Regions from separate parts of the Mus musculus genome. Here region 2 is linked to region 1. A link is a contact called in public Micro-C data. All regions are on one chromosome and are shown on one strand. The core of a region is the stretch at or near the end of the contact, and the rest is flanking DNA. Distances in the headings are between cores, read along the strand shown.

What was found. Hi-C and Micro-C count contacts between places; a contact is called where the count stands out from the background.
Region 2: a Micro-C map of granulosa cells shows a contact between it and region 1, with 2.8 times the contacts expected there. The contact joins two enhancer-like sites. A contact is called at or near these places in 3 of 15 datasets of contacts at CTCF or cohesin (embryonic stem cells, large pre-B cells and pro-B cells), 79 of 484 Hi-C or Micro-C datasets (3T3-L1-derived adipocytes, the AtT-20 cell line, B cells and 54 more), 4 of 115 datasets of contacts at active chromatin or transcription factors (astrocytes, bone marrow-derived dendritic cells, fibro-adipogenic progenitors and 1 more) and 1 of 9 other capture datasets (embryonic stem cells).

What each region holds. Positions count from the first base shown.
Region 1 is chr13:113,873,492-113,878,921 of GRCm38.p6, forward strand. The region is part of intron 1 of Arl15 (ADP-ribosylation factor-like 15); the gene reads left to right. Among named protein-coding and RNA genes, the nearest start is that of Arl15, 82 kb to the left of the region's middle. Within about 2 kb of position 2,095, at least 6 of the 459 cell types and tissues checked have an H3K27ac peak or open chromatin away from gene starts, as enhancers often do. A contact at or near this core is called in granulosa cells, where this site is marked.
Region 2 is chr13:114,961,107-114,966,536 of GRCm38.p6, forward strand. It overlaps Itga1 (integrin alpha 1), which reads right to left. Exons shown (of 29, transcript NM_001033228.3): 27 at 5,410-5,430; 28 at 4,492-4,608. Among named protein-coding and RNA genes, the nearest start is that of Itga2, 32 kb to the left of the region's middle. Within about 2 kb of position 3,330, at least 146 of the 459 cell types and tissues checked have an H3K27ac peak or open chromatin away from gene starts, as enhancers often do. A contact at or near this core is called in granulosa cells, where this site is marked.

The DNA of each region.
Region 1 (5,430 bases), core at 845-3,344:
CTCCTGAATTCCATCCAGTCTCAAGCTAAGGAACAAGGCCTTGGGAGAGACTTCCTCACCCTTCCCTGCACGTGCACCTGCGTTTCTTCTTTCTTACACTGAGGGGGTCGGTGGCTGAGAGTGAAGGAATATGTGTCCCCACTCCTCTCTTAGCTGTCCCCTCCCTTCAGCTGCACAGATGCTCCAACCCCTTAAAAGGGACCGACTTCCCACGCTTGATGAACAAAGCAGCGGTTCTGGTTTGTTGCGGGCCCCGCCCTGCCAGAGTTCACCGGGACTGGACTGTCCTGCAAAGGAGAGATTCGTATGGTGGCCCAGATCCCTTTTGCTATTTTTACCTTCTGTTTTGGGTTTTGTTTTCCGTGTTCTGGGAATCAGCCAAGCAAACCTGGAGGTTGCAGGACACATTCGGAAACATAAGGTTACATTGTTGCCTCACTTGATCTTGAAATCTTTAGCTAAAGATGATTCCTCTAACTGGAATATCCCAAGGGACTGGTTTAAAGTTTGCCCCCTCCTTGGCTTTTTTTGTTCACTGGACGGCTCTTGTAGCTGAGGGGCATCCATCCATCCCCCAGGAGTGGGAGAGGGCCTGGGGTTCGGGAAGCCCTTTCTTACCCTTCTAGGATTCATCCTTCATTTCACGCTGGCTCACTTTTGTTCTTACCTCTAGACTCCCTTCTGTTTTCCTTCTCCCCTTTCCCTCTTTTCTTGCTCTTTCTCTCTTCTGACTCTGCTCCTTACGTTTCTGGCCAAATATGTTTCTGGGAGCCCATGATTTGTTGCATGTTTGGGGGCTGTCCTGTTCTCAGCTTGATGGAAATTTGGCATTCGTGTAAAATCGGTTCCCTTACATCTAGGTCTTTGTGTGAAATCCACACTTAGGAAGAGTAGGGCTTTAGATAGATAGATTTGTTCTTGTACCAGTTAGAGTCTCATTAACTGATCTCTCTCTCTCTCTCTCTCTCTCTCTCTCTCTCTCTCTCTCTCCCCGTGTGTGTGTGTGTGTGTGTGTGTGTGTGTGTGTGTGTGTGTGTGTGTGTGCGTGTGCCCGCACACCATCACCTCAAGTGCTTTCCCTGTTGTAAAATAAAAGACAGGTCCCGGAAGAGCACTCTCTTTCAGCGTGGTTCATTTACAGTGAAGTCAGTCTCCTTGGCTCCTGTGTATCAAGGTGTGTTTCCCCTTCTCTCTGGGCCTTGGACACAATCCCGGGAAAAGCCCAGGAAATCATTTCTGTGACCCTGTCTCCCGCCTTCCATGAAACGTACCACAACCCTTGTACTATGAGCCTAAATGGAGAATATCAAAAGTGAACACAAAAACCCCACATACACCCACCCGACCTGTGATACAGACTAAAGGTAAAAAAGTGGGGATTCTTTTCTCCATTATGGTGAAGCCATCTGGGGAAAGAACGTAGGTTTTCAGTAGAAACAAAGTCTCAGATGGGAGAAGGGCCAGTGGCACCTCCCCGACCCGCGCCTTAAATTCTAGATTTTTGTTTAGGATTAAAGAGGAAGAAAAGACACATCGACCAACCCCACTTTGAATTTATAAACCTGGCCTTCCAGTTTACTGCTTGCCACCAGTTCCCAGAGGCTCCACCAAGAGTAATAAATGATATGTGTTGTGTCATCTGGGGGTTCTTGATGGTTTCAGAGAGAGAGAGAGAGAGAGACAGAGAGATTATATGGGGCTTGCTATTTAATTGAATTAGAAAATAGGTCTGTAAGTAAACAGAACCAGGACATAGTGTCCTGACTGTGCTCCGCGGTCTCTTGGAGTGCCCAGGGCGCTGAGAGAGTGGCATGATGGGAAGGTGCTGCTATTCCAGCGGAAAATGCTTGCGTCCTGGGATCCCCTACGGGGGTTTCCAGGTAAGGAGACGCGTCAAACTCGCGCCAGGAAGCCATCTACAGGGAGAACCCGGCTGACTAAAGTTCAGTAGCAGATTCCACACAGGGCTCTAGAAACTGTCTGGCTCCTTTAGAGTCTTCTGCAAAGGAAAAGAAAATGGAGTTTGTGGGAGGGTGGGAGTAAACTGTGTTTATCAGCTGGGTCAGCTTCTAAGCTTCTTTGACCTTGATGGCAAACACGTTTTCCCTGTCTGCCAGTGCCCTGTGTGGACATAGGGTAACCGGTAACTTTTCAGTGCCGTATAATCTGTAAACATGTATAAATCAGGGCACCGCGGTGGTCAGCCACTGCCCATACAGTTGAAGTTCTCATGCGGTTATAGGTGCATCATAAAATGAGGAGATTGGTTTTAAAATCTATCCCAGAAATGTCTTTATTTTCTGTGCTTAAGACCAGAGAGTCTGGTAAGTCTTGGCTTCAGTTAACACTGCTGCCTTTAATCTAAGATGTCAGTGACTTATTCTCACTGTGGCTACAGAAGGACAGATTTTTTTTTTTTCCCTTTTTGGTTTAGTTCCTGATTTTTTCAGACTGGTTACCCAATCGCTTTAAAGGACGTTTAGTATGAACAATGAGCCTTTGGACCACAAAGTTCCTTATGTGCTTACAATAAAACTACATTATGGAATGTTATCAGTGACTATTGCTTCTTTCTCTCTTTTTTTTCTTTCTTTTCTTTTCTCACAGAGAAACCACTATGATATACATTTCGTGGATTCAAAACCCAGACTTTAAAAAAAAAAAAAAAAAGGTCCCCAAAGAACTTGTATTTAATTAATATATAATTTATTTAATTAGTTCCCTGCCTCTTTTGTGGTGATTGTCTTGATTTCTGGTTCCAGTTTTTACAACAGGGAGAGTTTCAGGCATTTTTCTGGTTCACCTCACGTTGTCCACAAGGCGCCCCACCCTACCCTTCCCACCCCCGATCCTCTGGTTGGTGAACTTGAGACTTGGTGCAGTTTTACTCTCTTTCACGCCCGTCCTCTCTCTGTGGCGGCTTTGCAAAAACAGTTTTGTGCAAGCAGACATGACTTAACTCTACTCCGCACATAGAGAACTATTCAACTTCACTTTTATGTGTTTTGAATACTGCCTCATGCAAGACTGTGACAGCAATAAAGTATGCATGGGCAACCTTGTTTTAATAGCAAAAGGGAGCTGCTTTTAATTAATAAGTGGATCTCTTTATGTCTGGGATTTTCAGTTTATTTTGTGGTTCTTTAGAGTTCTTCAATTATGCGGCCTAAAAGGACTATGTTAGTGGAGACTAAACCCCTTTTAAAAATTCTGTCACCTAAATGTTTTCTGTCTGTAATCTCTGGGTTTTTTTTTTTTTTTTCTTCAGATTACTGTTTTTTCTTTCTTTTTTTTTCCTTTCTTTCTTCCTTTCTTCCTTTCTTTCTTTCTTTCTTTCTTTCTTTCTTTCTTTCTTTCTTTCTTTCTTTCTTTTTTTAAATGCAAAAACCAACAGGACCCCTCTGTAGCAGTTTTTGTCCAAAGCGTTAGCAGGTATAGCCCACAATTGCAACTTGTATACTGTAAGCCACAGTGGAACTCAGTACCACGTTCTCCAATGGATGATCTGCGTGCAGATCTGTACTCTTCACTTGGGACATCACAGAAGCTCCATTTAAACCAAAGGGTCCGGTTGTATTTCCTTCTCCTGACATCTGCTTGTAAGCGACTTAGAAATAATCAGTTGAACTCCTATAGGAGAACCATCTCCTGGAGGCTACAAGAGTCCTGGTGGCAACCATTGTGACAACCACCTTATCTATAGATTTTTTAATCAGCTCAGTCAAAACCTAGAATACCATTTTGTCTTATGACTTCCCCCACCAGATCGCTTTCATGAATGTCCATACGGGTGAGTGTATCCACGGGTGCTTGTTGCGGACTTATGCCTGTTTGTTCTCTTTGAAGCAAGATCTGCCTGAGAAACACACTTTGGGGATTGAAAGGAACTGTCTAGGCACGATCATTTCATAAATACAGGAGATAGTAACCTTGATGGGTTTTTCACAGAAGATCTCACATGTCAAAGCCAGAAAACAAAGCCACACTTTAGAATGGTGCTTAGAAAAAATGAAAAAAAAAAAATCTTTCTCTCTAAAAGTGAGACCTGGGTTTTTCTGATTTCTTTCTGGCATCTTGGCGCCGCTGACCTGGCAGTGTGTCACATCAGTCAGTAGATGGCAGTACTGTTCCACGGCAGCACTTTTTCAGATCCTTGGACGCACTGTCTAACATTTCATTACAGTCTAATTTTGAAAATGCCTGATTAGCTACATTAAGCAATGTTTGGGTGATTTTTTCCCCCCTTTTAAACTTACAGAATTACAACCACAGCCTGAAAGGAAGCCATTATTGGTAGACAACATGATTATCAGTTGCAATTTAGCCCGTGTAATAGGGGTGCAGTGCATAGATGTTTAATTATATTTGTAAAGGCAGTCAGTATAAATATATAAAATGGTTAACAAGAATGGTTATGATTTCCCAGTTATTTTAGATCAGTATTTTTATCTGACCTCTCCCTCGAGCACCACCGAATCATTACGGAGAATCACGCCAATGGAATAGTTCTTAGTTCTGCTGAGAAGTCTTGGCGTATAATTAACTCACTGACTAAGCTAGCTCACATCTGTACAGTGGATTTCTTTGGAAGTTAGGACAAGGGCCGTCCTTGGAAAAGGTGGATTATGTTCTTGTGTTGGGTCTCTGCAGGTCTCTCAGGCATTGTATAGTTCAGAAAAACAGGCTGTTCTTTCGGGTTTTTTTTTTTTTTTTTTGGGTTGTTGTTGTGTTTTGTGTGTGTGTGTGTGTGTGTGTGTGTGTGTGTGTGTGAGATCTAGATTATGTTAACCAGCCAGCTCTGTGGTTTAGGATGAATGTAAAATAAAAACATTGTCACTCGCACTGGAAACTTGTGCCGTTGGTTGGCAGTTGAGGCACTCCAAGACGTTTTCTTATTTAACATACTTGACTATGGGGAAACTCCATGTTGGATGGGGTGTTAAAATTGGTAGATCCTCCCTCCCCCCGTTAAGAAACAAAAGCATTATGTTATTAATACTACATTTGAAATGTTTTTGTTAGGAAATACTTTGGGAAGTGTCTTCCTTGGAAATTGAATGTTAAGAACATCAGAACATCACCCCCCCCCCCACACACACACACCTGTCAGTCTTTGGTTTTCTCATCGATTGACTGGATACATCACCAGCGCTGTAAAATCATAGCCCTGGGCTGGCCTTCTAAAAATTCACATTTTAGAAGCGGCAGTGCGTTCTTGCTGTGATCCCGCGTTGCCTCTGCATATTCCAGCAGATACACTTGAAGGACACGAAGCGTCTGCACTTTGCGGGGCAGAAGGGATTTGCCTCAGTTCCCATTTGAAGCTTCCTCTATGTGGGTAAATCTCTAGTAACCGTGCAAGCTGGAAATTTGCTGCATAAGCCACAGTCTTCTGATAGACAAAGCATGTAATTTCTCACTGGTTTTGCT
Region 2 (5,430 bases), core at 2,080-4,579, 1.1 Mb after region 1:
ATAAAAAAGAAAATAGAACTATTGACTATAAGGGGGAAAATCATGTAGTGGTTAACGTAAGTCACATTTTATTGTTCTCTGTTATTGAACCATCAGCAAAAAACTTCTCAGTCTTATATTTATTTCAATTATAGAGAAAACAAAGACAATTGACACGAGATAAGCATTTGGAAGTTATCTAATCTTACTTTTTAATTTATTGAATAAGTTAAATCCCATTTAAATAATTTAATCTTCTTTAAAACCCAATGTTTAAATTAAAAACCAAGTCCCAGGGGAGCAGCTTTTAAAAATTGTGCGCCCTAACTTTTTAAAAAATTTGAGTGAGTTAATTATTTGCAAATGAATTATATCCTTATCACATGGATCTACAGGTCTGTACTGATGTGAATTCGCATGCTCCTGTGGATGTTTGAGGAGGGGTGGTGAAATCTGCTTGCAGGCAGAGGCCAGAAGTCACACTTGGGCATAGTTCCTTTTGCTTTTGCAGATGGCATTTTTTTCCATTGGCCTATTAGACTAGCCAGAAAAAGCCAGAGAGCCTGGGGGTGGGAGTGGGGAGACAGAGTGGGTGTAGGTGTGGGTGGGGACCTTCTGTCTCCACTTTCAGTGCTGGGACTATAAACACATAACAGCCACATGCCAATATGCATAACCTTTAAAAAAGATTCAATTTCTTCGTGTATAAAGGTATGTCTCTGTGTGTGTCTGTGTGTGGGACCACACACGTGAGAGCTAGTGCACTCAGAGGCCAGAAGTATGGGTACTGGAAACTGAACCAGGCATGTAGAATGCAGATGCTAAGCTATCTTTCACCAGTTCACAAGCCGAACTGGGTTTTGTGTGTCTTGGGCGGGCGGGCTCGTGGGGTGTTACTTGACTTGTAGCTGAGCACCTTACTAACCGAGTGATCTTCATAGTCGGGGACTACACACTTAATGACTGAGCACTAGAGGGCTTAAAGGAGCAAATGATGAAAAATATGCATTTCCATGTTAGGACGTTAGCCAGGGCTGTGGTCCGCCAGGACGTAGTTGCTAGAAGACGAGGTAAGGGGTGGTATGAACAAGTGATGGTGAAAGCTGCTGTGACTTTGTGTTTTCCTGAACACCAGTCATTTCCTGGGTGGCAACCACAGAAGCTCCGCACCTGCCCTGAGGTGAGAGTAAATCAGAGGCTTCTCCAGAGGGGAGCCAAGTATTTAAGATCCACCTTCTTCCGGTTCTCCCCAGCCGTTTGTCAATTGGCTCGCCTTCCTCTCAAAACCCGCCCCTTCCCAGCCAGCTGTCTTCTTTTTAAAAAATGTTTCTAAAAGTCTATCTTCCAGATGAAACTACCTTGATCGTAACTTTTCCACTCAAATTCTCCAAACATTAATTTTACTAAGGGAAGCAAACTTAAACAAAGACGATCTTAGCCAAGAATTGAAAAACGAAAAGTAAGTTTGTGACCCCCCTAGACCTTCTATAGGGTGTTGCTTTCCTGTTTTGATTTCTGAATTATAAATTCTCCTTTATAGAATTAACCTAGTTCAATACCCTGTGGCAAGAAGTAGGTGGTCAATGCATAATGTGGAATAAGTGTTGAATAAACAAATGAATACCGATTAATAAAAGATTAAAACGTAATGCTACACCAGTCCTCCTTATCCACAGGTCTGGGTGCCTGAAACATGGCAGTAATGAGTGACAGACACGAAGTTTTGTTTTATCCTATTTGTACATTTTGATGATGAAAGTGATATAAATTAGTAAGAAATTAACAATAATGACTAATAAAATAAGATTCTCATAACACTGTGTTATGATAAAAGTTAGGCAAGTGAATTTTTAAAAATTTCCCAGAGTATCTTATTATATATACTGCATTATATTTTGATGAGCAGTTGATGGATCCTGGAGTTTTCCAGAGAGAAACCAACTATGGGGAACTACCATATTCCCATCAATAAGTTATGCTGGGTGGGCGACAAAGCTGTAAGATGAAGACTCATCAGCAATGGGACTTGGACATCGTGTGAATCAAATAATAAAAGGCATGTCCTTGCTTCTCATGGTTTTTCTTCCAACTGTAGTATTTTGTTTTATATGTTCTCTGAATTTTTTTTCTAAGTCAAGTATTTTACATGTTTCAAAGGAATCATGATCCTATACCCTGTACTGTTCAGCCAAAGAATTTATTTTTAAAAAATGCAGAGGTTTTAGAAACAATGCTAGTTGTATCTAGTTGTTCGCTCCTTGATAATCTTGGGGTTGGGGTGGGGTGGGGTGGGCATGGTTCACTAAGTCTCCTTACCTTTGTTTTAACATTTACAGGTGTAAAATGCAGTTACAATGTATTGCTATAAAAGTTGTAAGGACCACAGAATGGAATCAGTTAATATCTACTCAAACTCTTATTCAGAATATTACTGTCTTTGCGGCCCTGAAAAACATGCAAACCTTGTCTGTAACTTCATTCCTCGTTTAGAGACTGAGGTGTTCAGCGAATATCTTGTGTCTGTATGGATGTGGCACCTGTCAATTAAAAGAAAACCCTATGGCCTATTGGAAAGGGTAGACTAGAAGGTGGGACATCCGGGAGGCAGAAAGAATTCTGGGATTTAATGTTAGGCAGATTTGCCCTGGGAAGATGTGAAGAGCTGGATGCATGGTATCTGAGCACAGGAAATCAGCCATGGGGCAAAGTCTAAGTTAAAATAAATGGGTTAAGTTATGATCTAGTCAGATATTATAAATATATTTTGAGAGTGGGTCTTATTTCTGGGAGGAAGAAGCAGACCCAACTTCTACACTAAGGGTCATAATAGCAAGGATGCTTGGAAGCAGGGTGCTTAACAGAGTTCCTGGGACATGGTAAGCACTTACTAAGAGCTAGCTCCTTCTGTCTGTCATAGAGTCAGAGTTGCGATTGTGCAGCCTTTCCGGAAGGCGTTTGAACTAACTAAACATACATGGCAAGACAGCCCAGAGTTTGTTAGCTGACCGTTTGTGGGTGGCAAAGACAATCGTAGAAGCTGTAAGTAGGTATCAACACAACACTTTCTGGAAATGTTTTTATTTTTCTATCTGGGCTTTTTCAAACTAAGGAATTAGAAACAGGTGGGTGAAAATTCCCTTTTGTTTGTTTGGTTTAAATAGAGGTATGAAGTCAGTGGAACTCATCCTAATATCAGCCTGACTGTCCTTGAGCCCTAACGTCATGCCATATGAGCTCAGTCAGCGCTCACACTAATTAGAAGGACATCATCACACTAACTAGGAGGCATCCTCAGGCACAGGGTGAATCAGAGGTGCTTCTAAGCCAGGAAACCAGTCTGTGCCAAGCACAATGTAGAAACCAGGCCTTGGGTACCACAGTGTGGCCAAGCCAGGTACTGCAGAGAACATTGGCCCCTAGGAACTTCAGAGGATGCTGCTGAGTGTGAACTGTGTCTTGGAGCTTTGATAGGGAAGGATCATAGAGTCTGTTTATGGAATCCAAAGCTGCTTGGGCATATTCTCCCTGGAGGAAATCTCCCAAAGAGGAAGTTTGTCATCACAGAAAACTCAGGAAGGGTGATAATAGTTGTAGCTCAGCAAGAAAAAAAATTTCGCTAGATAAAAATAATTCTACTGTTCATACAATAGAAAAATGAGTATGTAGTTACAGTTTTTAATTTTTGCATGCTTTATTTAAAGAGGCAGTAGGTAAAATGTTAATGCAAGAAAGAATTATAATTCCATATTTAATTGAAAAAATATTGAATTCAACTTTTCTCTGTTATTTTGTTTTCTGATAAATTCATCATAAAAGCTATCATCATGGCTTGTTTGAAAATAATATGTTCTTACATTTCTCACCCTAGACCATCTCAGTAAATATCTAAATTAACTTGAAAGAAAACAAATTACCACCTTGGTGTTCCCAAAGGATTTTGGTATAGGGGGTCTCTGAACCTTATGCTCTTCATTATACTATTTTACTATTGTATTGCATGTTCCTTATACAGCCACACAAAAGAAAATATGTTGTCTTTTCTGTTTATACACCAAAGAAGCATTTTATCTTTAAGACACACAGAGTGGCTAAAACAAGGTTCATCTCAATTATGAGTCTATTCCTCGTATGTCCTTCATTGATATAGGACTTCAGACTACTTTTGCCATAAAACTAGGTTTTTGTTTTCCTTTCTTTAAAAAGTAAGAGATAGACTTATTACAATTTTAGGTAAATGTTAAGTTAAATGGTCCTTAGTAATCTTCCCCTGTAAAAAGGATGCCCAGGGATTTTGGATATATGTATCCCCAATCGAGGCACATGGTTTTTCCTTTGTGAAAATGAGACTCTGTAAAAATGAGACTCAATGTATGAAAGTCATTTAAAAAAATCTCTCTTCTCACATGAAAGCTTGCACTTTATTATGTACGAGAGCATCAATAACTCCTAACTTATTTTGCTCATTGTCTCTTGGTGGTTGGAGTAAGCATGGGCAGTATCCATGGCGCTTACCTTCCACAGAGCTAATATAAGCAGCATTAACAGCAGGAGTCCCGCAAAGGCGCTCAGGAGGATAACCCACAGCGGCACTCGGCCTGGGAGCCCGTCTTTGGATATCTGAATAGCCAGCTGAAAATTATTAAACACGGTTGTTAACGCTGATAAACACCCATCAGAACTCCTGGAACACCGAGTCCGGGTGGGCTTTATTTTTCTACCAAACAGTGTAATTAATCTCATTACTGTATACAGAGAAAACATTTGGTTTACGTTTGAGAATGCCTTTCATTTACTCACAATGTCCCATAATATCAAATTTATTATGACGAAAATGTAGAGCAGTTCGAAACAGAGTTTTACAACTTAAATGGTACGGCTCACTCAGATGGGATTTCTAAATGTTCCCAGGACAGGATGAGAAAATCATGCTTTTGTCTAAAATAAGTCCTTCGGCTTAATTTTCTAAAAAGTCAAGGATAAAATACGTGTACTTTTACCAAGGACTCAGCTTGAATGACTTCATCTTTGTTTTGGATTTTCCAATGACTAAGTGAAGGAGTTTTAAAACAAATTGTGTGTGTGTGTGTGTGAGAACATACATACATATACAGTTCTAAATATATACACATATATTTAAATACACACACACACACACACAGGCATTTTCTGCAAATAGATTTTACAATGTCTTCTGAGGAGGAGACGATAAAGTCAAACATGGCTGGTGAGTTGTAAACATGACGGCTTTCCTAGCTTCTAAGGAATAAGACCAAGCCTGAAAATCACATTAGAAGCCGATGGAAATCAAATCCATGTCTGACATGAGCGTCCGTTCAATCGCTGCTTACACCCCTGTATACGATCATAAAACACCCTGGCCAAGTCTGCATTTAAATGCCGTAACGTTTCCAGACGCGCAGCCGCACTTACCTCTCGTTTCCGGTTGCTGCT